Regions from separate parts of the Oryzias latipes genome. Here region 1 is linked to region 2. Evidence: chromatin contacts called from public Hi-C data. All regions are on one chromosome and are shown on one strand. Each heading gives the region's core, a stretch centred on a gene start, on an enhancer-like site or on the middle of the called end of the contact. The rest is flanking DNA. Distances are from core to core; before and after follow the strand shown. Region 1 overlaps clcn5 (H(+)/Cl(-) exchange transporter 5). Region 2 holds the start of LOC101158803 (tumor necrosis factor ligand superfamily member 10).

Region 1 (5,912 bases), core at 3,040-5,539, 72 kb after region 2:
GTACTGGGTGAAGAAAGAGGAACAGAAAACCATTGATGTCAAAATGAAAACCCAACAGTAAACCATCACAAGCAAACATGTTTTTTGCCTGATGTGTGAGAATGCTAGAAGCTCAGGGATAAAAGTCGGCTCTCAAAATTCAAAAGTACCCAGACAGGACTTGAACCAGCATGCTTTGTCTGTGAGGCAACGAGGAAAACCCCTACAGCACAGAAACACTTTGTCACTGAATCAGAAAAACAAAATCGCAAACATGCACACACACAGACACACTCATGCACACACAGACTGAATACATTTTAATCCAGAAAGTTGCCTCTTTCGCAGTTTTCTCCATGGGCTGTGAAGAAAAACATTCCAGTCATTATCAAAGGTTTTCAAAGGATTGTTTCTTTGCACAGGAGTAACTGAACCATAAAGCTGGACAAGGTATTTTGATAGCACCACTCCCAGCCACTCTGAAATGACCATTTCCAATAGCCGGTAGTGAAAGAGCGAGCCAGAAACAGATGTATTGTTCTGCTAAAAAGTGTGTTTGGGGTTGGTATTTAATTGTGTGTGGGTGTGTGTGCGTGTGTGTGTGTGTGTGTGTGTCTGTGTGTGGGTGGGTGGGTGTGTGTGTGGGTGTGTGTGTGTGTGTGTGTGTGTGTGTGTGTGTGTGTGTGTGTGTGTGTGTGTGTGTGTGTGTGTGTCAGGTTGAGGACTTGACTGGCCCCACTTAGTCTCTTCAGGAAGTTTGGGTTTTTCTTTTTTGTGTCTACAGTACATGCACACGCTTGGGTAAGTCTTTAGCTCTGTAAATCTCGTTTCCTGGCTGACTCTTTGGGAAGCACGGCTGTGTGATGGGCAGCAAAATGAAAAAGATCAGCATCCCTGTTGGTATGAAGGATGAGTGGTCACAGTACAAAGATGTTGCAGATGCAATGCTTGGAGTACAAGTGGGCATGTGTGATGTAAGTTTTAGAAAAGGTGGCAGTACTGTACAATTGCATGGAAGGGGGTCAAAATCTTCTATAACAGATGCTCCATATTTCAGTGTCTGCTTTGGACTCGAGACACGACAGTTAGGGAAAGACAAAGTGACGCCTGGAAAGATAGCTGGTTGTCCTGTTTTGCTGTGCAGCTGGACCCCCTGCAGCTTTTTGACACTCTGGACTTCCCATACTTCCCCCACTCCTCATCAGTCTCATTCCTGTAACCTGGTCTGAGCTGGCCATATTCCTCCACTGTGCTTCTCTGACAGTTTGTTGTTGCTTGCACCTTTTCATGACTTTTTTCTGGATTTGGATATGATGATTTTCCTTTGAACCCTTGAATTTTTTTCCCATCCTTGGATATTGTGTTTTCTACCACCTGGATCAGTGACTTTTTGACCTGTTATGACGTTTGGGATTACTCCTCAGATTACAGTTGACCGTTTCCTGGACCTTTGGATGGATTTCAAGAAAAGCACAGATCACTCCACATATTGGTCCACTACACCACCTTTCTGACAGCATTACTCCTCTGGCTTCAGACATACAGTGAGTAAGCCATAGCAGGTGATACATTAAGCATATTCAGATGCAAATAGGAAGATTTCTTAGATGTATGGAGAGAGACCCAGAACTCCCAATGGAATGATAAGAAACACAATGAAAACCAAACCACCAACTCTTAAATAGGTGGAAATGGTGGTTACCAAATTCAGTATGACATTTAAGTCATGTAAATTTGGACATGTTTTAAATGAGGTATTAATAGGGATGAAAAAATACCTGCCTTTTCCAAAGGAGGTTCCAGGTAAGAATTGCCCCCTGGGCCAAATGATGCTCCTTACCAGGTTTGTAAGAAAGCAGCAGATGTGTGTGTGTGTTTCTGTGGTGACTTATGAGAGTCCTGTGAAGGACTCACTGAACCCAAGTACTGGAGAAGAGCTGGAGGCATCTTTATTCCAATAAATTATTCTAAAGATTTTCTTCGCTGTCTGTCATCGTAACACCATCTAACCCATGGATAACCACCCATCTGTTTTCTGAACTGGACTGTCTACGCTTTTCACGCGTATTGTCAGTCTATCAGTCCTGTAGGTGCCCCGATGTCTTCATGGTCAGTTCCTCGTGGTCGTTGTCTCACTGGCTTTACTTGTACACAAACAGTCTTATAAAAATCCCAGCCATCACGGATTTGGTTTACATTCCACACTTTTATCACGAATCAATCTTTAGCGATCTCAGGATATCTACACTTAGCATCGTTTTCAGTACACTCGTCTATTGTGTGACTTGCTCTTTCTTGGTGGTCTTGGCTGTGAATTTCACCAGCGTGTGGTTTTAAACCTGTCTATGTCTGGATGCTGCAACAGAAGAGCTGGGCTGTTTTTGTTATTCTGAAAACTCCTCACTCACATTTGGAGTCTAGGTTTATCTTTTCTTGCTTGCAGGCAAAACCCACAGATCTAAAACCCTGCAGTTTGGGCAGCTTTGCCCCTTTGCCTGTAAATAGCTTATGTGGCATTTTCTTTTGTGCATCTGCTGTGACACCAGCTTTTACTCATTTCACTGAGTGTTCATTCTCTCTGCTCTGGCAGGTTGAATGCAGATGTCTCAGGCTTTATCCTATGTTTTGTTAATAGTGTTTGACAATCTTTATTGCTGAAGTCTGTGGCCTTGTCAGAACAAATACATCGAACTTCTCCATAAGGTGAGATGCAGCCAAGAATCTCATGGTAGAAATGTTACTTTTTGATTTCAGAAAAAAAGCATAAATACTGTAAAGTGCATATTTGCATCTTTCCATGTTTGCTGTCGGCATTGATGCTCTGAAATCTTAGTGCATGAGTTCTAAAGGGTCCTTGGTCTTTGGATCCATTGTTTCTCATCTCTGTGAGTTTTTCTCTTGTAAGCTTCAGAGAGAATCTAGCCTTCCTGAACTCTCTTTACCTTTTCAACAGCACTTTATTACTTTTGCTGACTTTTGCTGACATACAAATATACACTGCTCTAGAGTAGAACTGAGAGTTGTAAAAATAATGTACAGTGCTCTACACTGTCCTTGCTTCAGGATCCTTCTTGGATTTGATAAATAGTCTCTTTGCAATTATACTGTTGTGTAATCAAACAGGATTCACTGGCAACTAAACTGTACAAAGACCTCTAGGAAGAAAACCTAACGGATTTGTCTAGCTCTAAAAAAATAGAAATTGCAATTCAAGAAGAAAAACACACATGGATATTTTAATCAAGAAATATTGTTTAAACAGAAAAGACCAAAGCACTCAGATCTACATTTGTGGAAAACAAACTATCGTGTCAGCATGAAATATCTTAAACTGTTGAAGAATCTCTGAAAAGTGAGACATTAATGAGTAAGAGTAGAACACACTTCCCCCTCATTTTTAATGGACTCATCTTTTTAGTTTATTTAACAGTTCAAACCCAGAAGTATGGCTGTTAATCAGTAAAAGAAGAAATGCCAACCTTGGTCATTCGACAAAATATGGACCCTTCTTATTTTTCTTCTCAGCATTACTTTATCATAAAAAATACAAAAAAAATAAAACAAAAGATTAATCAATTATTAAAAATGGTAACATTGATTGACTTTTAATGATTTTACTTCACTTGCTCCAAATAAATTGATAAATTGATTCATGATTTTTTCCTAATGTAACATAATTTTGCACATATTTTTAACTTTTGATACTTGATCAAATTTTGCAACTTTGCTATAAAAATTCCTGAAACAGTGTTATGTCTATTTTACTGATATAGTATTATTTTTTTATCATAACAATTACTTTTTTTAAGTAACATAATCTGCATATATTTTGGATACTTCATTGCCATGTTGATTTCTAAAAGTTATTTTTTACAAAATAATTGAAGTAATTCATCTTTGTCATGTGCTTTATTGATATTTCAACATTCTTAATTCTGCCTGATAAAAGCTAGGAACCGGATATTGATAAATCATGTAATAAAATGGTTACGGTAGAACTGGGGTGGGATTATATAAGTTCGCTTCCTTCCACTCCCTTTCAAGCAATATTTATTAATATGACAGAAAGTGCACAACTGTGGGTGAGATGGATCTAATACTTAGAAAACATTAAGAACTGGTTTACCTGTCAAAAATGTTCCTCCAGTTTCGAAATGCATTTAACATTTACAGAGAGCAATACAACTTGATACGGGGGAGGACGTGACTCAAAGAAGCCAAACTCTGAGACAACAAGCAGAAGAGAAAGCAGGTTGTGACACAAATGCTGTTTGTGTGTGTGTGTGTGTGTGTGGGTGTGTGTTTGAGATGTGAGAACATGGAACCTCAGAGTGGCTCGGTAACCTGAGCCTCATGTGAAGGCGCAGAAAGCAGACAGGAACGGCCATCAAGAATGTGCTCAATCATTACAATCCGGCTGCAATGAACATCACATTCTCTAAAACCTCCAAACTGAAACACGAGTCACAGTCACACAGAAAATGTAACAGGCACAGGCGTATCAAATGCCCCACAAGCAAACACTATGCAAAAAACGCAATTCCTCCTCCTCCTCCTCCTCTACCTCATCTGCACAGCTTTTGGGGGCCAAACATGAGCTCCAGCTGGAAACAGCAGGAACATCTGCAGACTGAAGTAAACTGTTGCCCTACTGTTATTATATATTTGGTTTTACCAGTTATTATAGCTGTTCAGTGATTCTGATAAAGAATTTAAAAGTATATGGTTTTCTTCAAAATTATTAGGGGAAAGATATGTTGGTTTATGTTTACGTTTTAACCACAATCAGTATGTCATATGTGATAAAACACTTTGAGTAAAGTCCTGTTTACAATGACTTGAAAAACACAATTATTCTAGTTGTTTTAGGCAAAGCCTTTGTGGCAGCAGATGTGAATAAAGGAAAACGGATACAAAGATGAAGCAAAAGTTGGATCCAGACTGAGAATGAGTTATGACTAAACTGTGAGAGGGGTTCTAATGGATTTTATGCAGCCAGATCTGATCGTGCTGATGTTTGAAACATCAGATCAGCATCAATTTGTTATTTTAAAGGCTACAAGTTGGTGTGGGGGTTAGCCCATTGACTGTAAGAGAGCTGGACAGAGAAACCCCTCCCCCCTGGCGTTCCAAACAGGAAGTACCCGTCGGCTCCAAGAAGCCAAAATCCCATAGACATCTATGGAGAAATAAAGCGTTATTATTCAGACATTCCATTTGTCATAATAACCATTCTTTCTATGCTAATCATTTTTTAAGAAATGTTTTTGCTAATCCTAATTTTATTCCATATTTTTTCTGTCGTGGAAGTTATTCATATTATAAACTGATCATCTCATGCCTCAATAAAAGTATGTGGTCTTGAACACTCAAAACGTTTGACAGATTCTCCCGAGCCTGATTTCAATGGAAAGGGTGTGGTCTTCTAACCTACTCACTACTGATTGGCGATGACTTAAACTAATTTGGACCAATTACTGCTAACTATGTCATCTGGCTCCAACATTGTCCATTTTGTGAAAAAAATGCAGGCAGGACAGGAGCCTGAAGAAAGCCATTTTCTAAGGGTGACGTCACACTCATTTGCTCCTGTTTTTTTTATTTACAATGGCTACTCCCTGTTGCCTCTTGTGAGGAGGTTCCAATCCCTGTAGGCTCCTTTCATGGTCTTCTGGTGCACATATGGGTTTTCTGCTGCATATTGCCCTGCCTTCTCAGTACAGGTTATCGTACATTTCAAAATACATTTTTTTTAAATTAAATTACAGTAATAATTACAATACTAACTAGTTCATATAAAAACAAAACTTTTTGCTTTCATCCCAAATAAACAAGTTAAGAAACAAAAAGACATAAGAGGCGGACAACTCAGGTGGAATAATTTACTAAGACAAATCATTTCACATTTACATAAATAATTGTTGCGATTCTTA
Region 2 (5,954 bases), core at 1,882-4,381:
CTGAAACGACCCAATTCCGATTTTTTTGCCCCTTTGCGACCTGTATCTGATCTTTTCATGACAGTCTGAATGATACTGATCCGATCTTTTCAAATGTGACCCAGGCCACTTGGGTATGTGGTCCTGAATCCGATACGTATCCGATCTTTTGAAATGCGACCTCAGTCTGAACGGTCAGGCCACATGTATCCGTACATCATTGATATGCTACAAAAGTCATAATTCTGCGTTGAAGTAGGCGGGAATGAGAACATAAACAACAACCATGGCAGATGATGCTGCTGAGACCAGTCAGTGAAAGGGAAGGTCACCAATTGGATTAATATTTGGGGTGACAGCTCTATTCAGGCCAAACTCGAGGGCTCTTATCACAACCGGGCGGTTTTTGAAAAAATTTCCAGCGAAATGGCCGAGCGTGGGTACAGACGATTCTGGCTCCAATGCCAGCGAAAAATAAAAAGCCTCCGAGCCAAATACAAGGAGGTTAAAGAATGGAACTAACGAAGTGGCCGTCAACGTATCACCTGTCCATGTTACCAAGAGCTGGACCGCATTTTGGGGGATAAGCCCAGCGATGTTGACATCCATTAACGTTCGCTACTTCCGCAAACAACACGTGACGTTGTTCACGGTTGAGGACTCTTCTGCGCATGCAGGTCACTTCTGGGTCATTTCACGGTCACACAGGAGATCACAAAAGTTTGCATTTAATTGGAAATGTGAACGGCCTTGCAAAAAAATTGAAGGACCCTGCGGGCCCATGAAAATATAAACGCTGGCCGTACTTTGGACCTGCCTTTAATAAATAATGACAAGTCCATTCATGTTTTAGTTTCTAAAAGTTCAGCCCGTCATCATCATCAAGACTCTTGCAGGGGGGGGCGATGCCCCTTCCCAGTGTGTAGAGCTGACCAAAAAAACAAGGGTCTTCCATTTTTTCCGGTCTTGTGCCAGAAGCTCAGCATCCTTCATGGCAACCCCATAAGGTTTAACATCTCCCGCAATGACGTCTGTCCACCGAGTACGGGGTTTGCCTTGTGGTTGTTTCCAGCCCATACCCCCTGGTTTAAACTGCAAAATGGCTCACGTCGGATGGTAAGAGGGAAGACGGAGAACCTGGCCGAACCCGCCCAAAGTGTTTCCACACATTGGACTGGAATGATGGCGTGATCATTTTTTGGTGCAGCACGTGTTATCTGCTGTGATGCACTTGGTTGATCTGGTTGGATCGTAGGAATATAAATTGATTCATTGATGGAGTCTATGAATTGTTACACCCCTAATAAACACCAAAAATACATTAAGTATTTAATCAATTTTTATTTGTGTAACAATTTATCAATAAACATCCTAGAATAGTGATCATACATTCTGTTGCACTGAATTCCAAAATAATTTCAAACTCTTCAACTGTCTTGTGTAAATTAGCTTTTTTTTATGCATCTGCTTTTAATTGAGAAAAGGCTGAATGCATCCTGCATGTGATGCACATTTGCATGCTGAACAGCATCTGAGATACAGCTACACCAATCTGAATTACTGCCATTTTCTTCCATTTGGCCTCCGCGTGGGTGTTTTTATGGAAGCGTCACTGTTGTTTCTGAATGGAAAACTTCATTTTCCTGCATGGGTTTTCAAATTATTTGCTGCTTTGAAAAATAATCACTAATAACTCCTTGATTTAAGATGAGAAGAGCCCATCGAAGAGACTGTCCAGAGCAGCTAGAATGAAAGCAATCCTGTCCCATCTGCCTTTAATCTTTATTAAAGAGCTCTGTTTTTTAACCATTACACGCACATGTGCATGAATTGCTGGCCAGCTCTGTGGTGGCTTAAATATGAAAGAAAGAAAATAAATTTGTTTCCTCATATTTCACTCTTTATAGTGTGTTTGCGGGAGAATGTGTGTTGTATAACGACAAACACAGTGACTGATGCTAAGCTGCTCTGCTTTTTTGTGGTTTAGGATTGACTGAAACATTTAGCAGACGTTTAACTACAACGCAGTTATCGCATTCAAGCTTGACTTTGCCTTTAATTTATGTGAATTTCTATTTTTATTTTTTTGGCTGGTGAGGTCAGTGTGGTGGTTTTGTCACATGGAGGGTTTAAAGTATTAACCCTTGTGCTATCCTAGGCACTTTAACTTTGGGAGTTGGGTCATCTAGACCCACTAGACAGTGCGCTGAACCTTTTTTCTTCAATGATTTGTGAACCTCACTGGTCTCCATGGATTACATGAAATCTTTCCACCTTTATCCACCTTTGTCATGGTAGGGAGAACACGTCAATGTAAGGGTGGGGTCATCTAAGATAGCACAAGGGTTAAAGAAAAAATAGGATCAAACTGTTAAGCTACGTACACACCGCCCTCTGCAATGCATGTTCAGGGAACCACTTCCATCAAAAGGTCTATGTAAATGTGCATAAAAGCGGATTTCTTACTTCTGTGTTCGAAACTCTTATGTTTTAGCTATGAATGTGTTTACGAATGAGTGGATGTTGAACAGGTATTGAGAGGTAAACCAGGTCAAACTTTGACAATCAGGGGCTCGTGTTGGGTAGTGACGTTTGGATGGCGTCCCTTTTAATTCACAGAAGGGCCAACTGTTGGAAAATTGGTCATGGAGAAGAAATTAATAACAGGGGTTTGTGCCCAGCCGGAATTATACAACACCAAGTGTTTCATATATCGGACTAGAGCTGAGAAAGAAAAAACCTGCATGGAGCAAGATTCATGAGATTTGCACCGCTTTGACATTTTGCACCAAGCCTCTTCCAACTGTCTGTGGCCAACATGCGCTGGTAAACACTAGAAAAAGAAAAAGAAGACAAAGAGGAAAAAACCCTAATTTCTGTCGTTGAATATATTTTACTCAGAAATCCGTTTTAGTACATTCATTAAAGATCTAGCTGGATTATAGGTTTGGTTCTAGTGTTTCTTTTTTCTGGCTATGCATTCACTTTATACAATGAGAGATTTTTAAGAGTTGTATAATTTTTATCTTGTTTTGTTTGTATTAATATTGTTATCATCATTTACCTTGATGCTTGATCTCCAGAGTGGTTGTAAACATTAAATGTCCTTATTACAGGATCAATCTGTTTAATGCAAACATGGACTTTATTTTACAATATTTTACATTTAGTTTATGTTTTACATTGCTCATCTCAGCAAAACGTGCAGATATCCGGCATACAAATAAAAGCCCGAGGAGCATGAAAAAGAGCGCCCTCTGCAGGCCATGCGACCACTCCAAAATCAATCAAAACTTTTGATCGTATGCATGTAAGCACGCGCGCACACACAAAAACAGGACAATAGAAACCCGTTTTTAGGCGTTTTGTTGTTGTTTCTTTGTCTTATACGTGTTTTCTCCTGCAAACCTCGTAGAAAACGTGTCAATGAAACTCAGTCACTGAGAAGTTTGGAAACTTTGGCCCCAACCGACTCCCTTAGGGGCGGAAATCCCCAGTTCTGTAGATGGATGTGAGTTTTGCAGACTTTAAAGAGTATTGTTGATTGTGTTGTTCTCTTTTTTGCGGTGGTAGAGCGTGATGTCCGCGTCCGAGCCTCACGTCGTGACTAGAAACAAAAAAGCAGCGCGTGGGCGCGAATGCGGGTGCGCATTCCTCCACAGCTCCAGGGTGATGAAGAGGTTAACCCTGCCCCTCTTTGCTGCGCTCTCGTCCCACTAGTGCTGCTACCTCCTCCAACCACCTCTCTTTTTATAAATTCCTCCTCTCCCGGCAGCTGAGCGTTCAACAGACACGGACATGTCCGATCTGGAACTCTGAGAGGGCTTTCCCTCACCTCATCCGCGGAGCTCGGACTGGAAAAGCCAAAGGTCCTGCCGGCTGGCGACCGCATGGGAATCGAACTTTGTTCCAGTCCGTGGTTGTACTCCGTAGACGGCTATTGCTGCTTTTCTGATTGTGTGCTATCCTAATGCGTCGGGAATGCCATGGCCACTCCGAGCGCACAGCAGCAGCAGCAGCAGCAGGATTACTTCAGATCGGTGAGCAGCGACTCCACCACCTACATGATGGTCCCCACCGGCGGGCCGAGTGGGGCGGCGCGCCGGGAGACGCCGTCCAAGATGTGGTTGGCGATGGTGGTGATTGTCGTGGTGGTGTTGCAGATCGCCTCCACCACCGGACTCTTTGTCTACCTAAACATGTCCATATCACAGGTAAGACGCGCCTTCATCTCTGAACCCAATGGATTTTTGCCCCAGAGAACAGTTTGGGGGATAAAAACGTGCCACTGACTCAGTCAGAGCAGATCTGATGTCTTACCTTGGATCCACAAGGAAAAGTTCATAAATTCCTCAAAGTGAGACTGCGAGCTGCAGACACATGTTGCATAAATATATTTAAAGTTGTGGGTCTTCGGGGAGCTGTAGGATTAAACCAAATTTCATTCAGGGTTGTAAACAAATCACTGGAGGTGGATTTGACCCAGGTCAGTCCTGAACTTGTCTGCAGGGGTTGAAGGTTTCCCCCTTTTTCCTGTAGGAACTTGTCTAAATCCGGAATGTAGAAGCAGAGCAGTGGCAGCGTCTGCGCGGCGGTCACGGTTACACACGAGTTCAGCGGCGTGCGTAAAAGGCCCAGATTGGAGCCATTTGTGGAGCGGCTAGTTGAAGTGGCTTGCAGATGTTGTGTGCAAAAGGTGAAACGTGCAATTGAATGGCTCGCCCCTGGAGGGGGGTGGGGGTCAATTTAATTCTTGTGTTGTGAAATAATGTGGAGGCAGTCTCTGTCCACTGACAATGAAAGCACAAATGACAAGAGTTTGAAGACGAGCAGGTAAAAAGTTTCACTTTGGGTTTCGTTTGTCATCAGTTTCTAAAAAAAACAAGGAGCTTGCATTTCTAAATACCTGTTTTGAGGCCTGAGCAACATTGAGCAGGAGATAAACATTTAGTCCCGCTCCAGTCATCTTTTGATCTAATTTCATAGCGGTCTTTTAAGTATGATTATGCCATTTTAGCCAAAATAAAATAATCAAACAAACTGTTGTTATCTAGGACATAGTTTCTGCAGAGCGGCAGTAGTTCATTAGAAAGTCACCTCTGACATGTGGGCAGGACTGCTGAGTGGAGTAAGTCTGCTTTCATTTTCTGTCATCCATCTGTTTACGTGCTCTCCCACTAGTTTACAGCCCCTCACAACCACAGCCAAACATTAGCGGTGCAATGAAAATGGCGAGCGATACCGCAGCTGTCCAGGCGTAAAGTGTTGACCCAGCAGCTCAGACGAGAAAAAACAAAGACGAGGCATCAGAATGGAGTGGAGCGTTGAGATTGTGACCTGCCGATTGTAGTGTTTACACAACAACTACAAGCTGTTTCAAAATTTATCGTCTGCTCTTATTCAACACAATTTTAATAAAGAAATTATTGTATTATTATTTTATTTTATATTTATTTATGTACTCCATTTTTAGAAAAATGTCACAAGAACATGTTAAAAAACAAACAAACAGGATTTTCATTTGAGTAGGTCTTTAAACCCCCATTTAAATGGAAGCATGTCAGGCGCAGTAGCTCATAAAGCCCATCCCCTTTGAAGCTTTTTAGCAAATAAAAAAATATATAGTTTGAGATACAGATGCGTGCACCCATGAGAGTCTGCATCTTGTTGTGGATGATGCTTCTCAAAAGGTGTTTGCAAGTCTGCACAAGGAAAAACGATTGATGCACAACCTTCAGGATGCTAAATCCTCTGCAAGGGTACACCTCAAGCTATTTGACCATCTGATTGTTAGTGTATGGTCTTTTCTAAGCATGACTCAGTATTTCTGTTTCTAGGAAAACATTCTGACAAGGGGCTTCAGGGAGCAATCTCTAAAAAAAATTGGAAAGCAACTAATCTTAATTATCATTGGATTGGACACAAAGTTAATCAAAGATGTTTCTTTTTATAGCAGACAGTGCTGCTCTCTAGAA

What was found. Hi-C and Micro-C count contacts between places; a contact is called where the count stands out from the background.
Region 1: a contact with region 2 is called in a Hi-C map of embryo, with 2.4 times the contacts expected there. The contact joins the enhancer-like site here to the promoter of LOC101158803 in region 2. A contact is called at or near these places in 4 of 5 Hi-C or Micro-C datasets (embryo, fibroblasts and gastrula embryo).

Annotation. Positions count from the first base shown.
Region 1 is chr18:21,089,647-21,095,558 of ASM223467v1, forward strand. clcn5 (H(+)/Cl(-) exchange transporter 5) reads right to left here. Exons shown (of 17, transcript XM_004079943.4): 17 at 5,848-5,912. Among protein-coding and RNA genes, the nearest start is that of clcn5, 25 kb to the right of the region's middle. Within about 2 kb of position 4,290, at least 1 of the 8 cell types and tissues checked has an H3K27ac peak or open chromatin away from gene starts, as enhancers often do.
Region 2 is chr18:21,018,540-21,024,493 of ASM223467v1, forward strand. It overlaps LOC101158803 (tumor necrosis factor ligand superfamily member 10), which reads left to right and starts at 3,132. Exons shown (of 7, transcript XM_011487639.3): 1 at 3,132-4,193. The coding sequence starts at 3,966.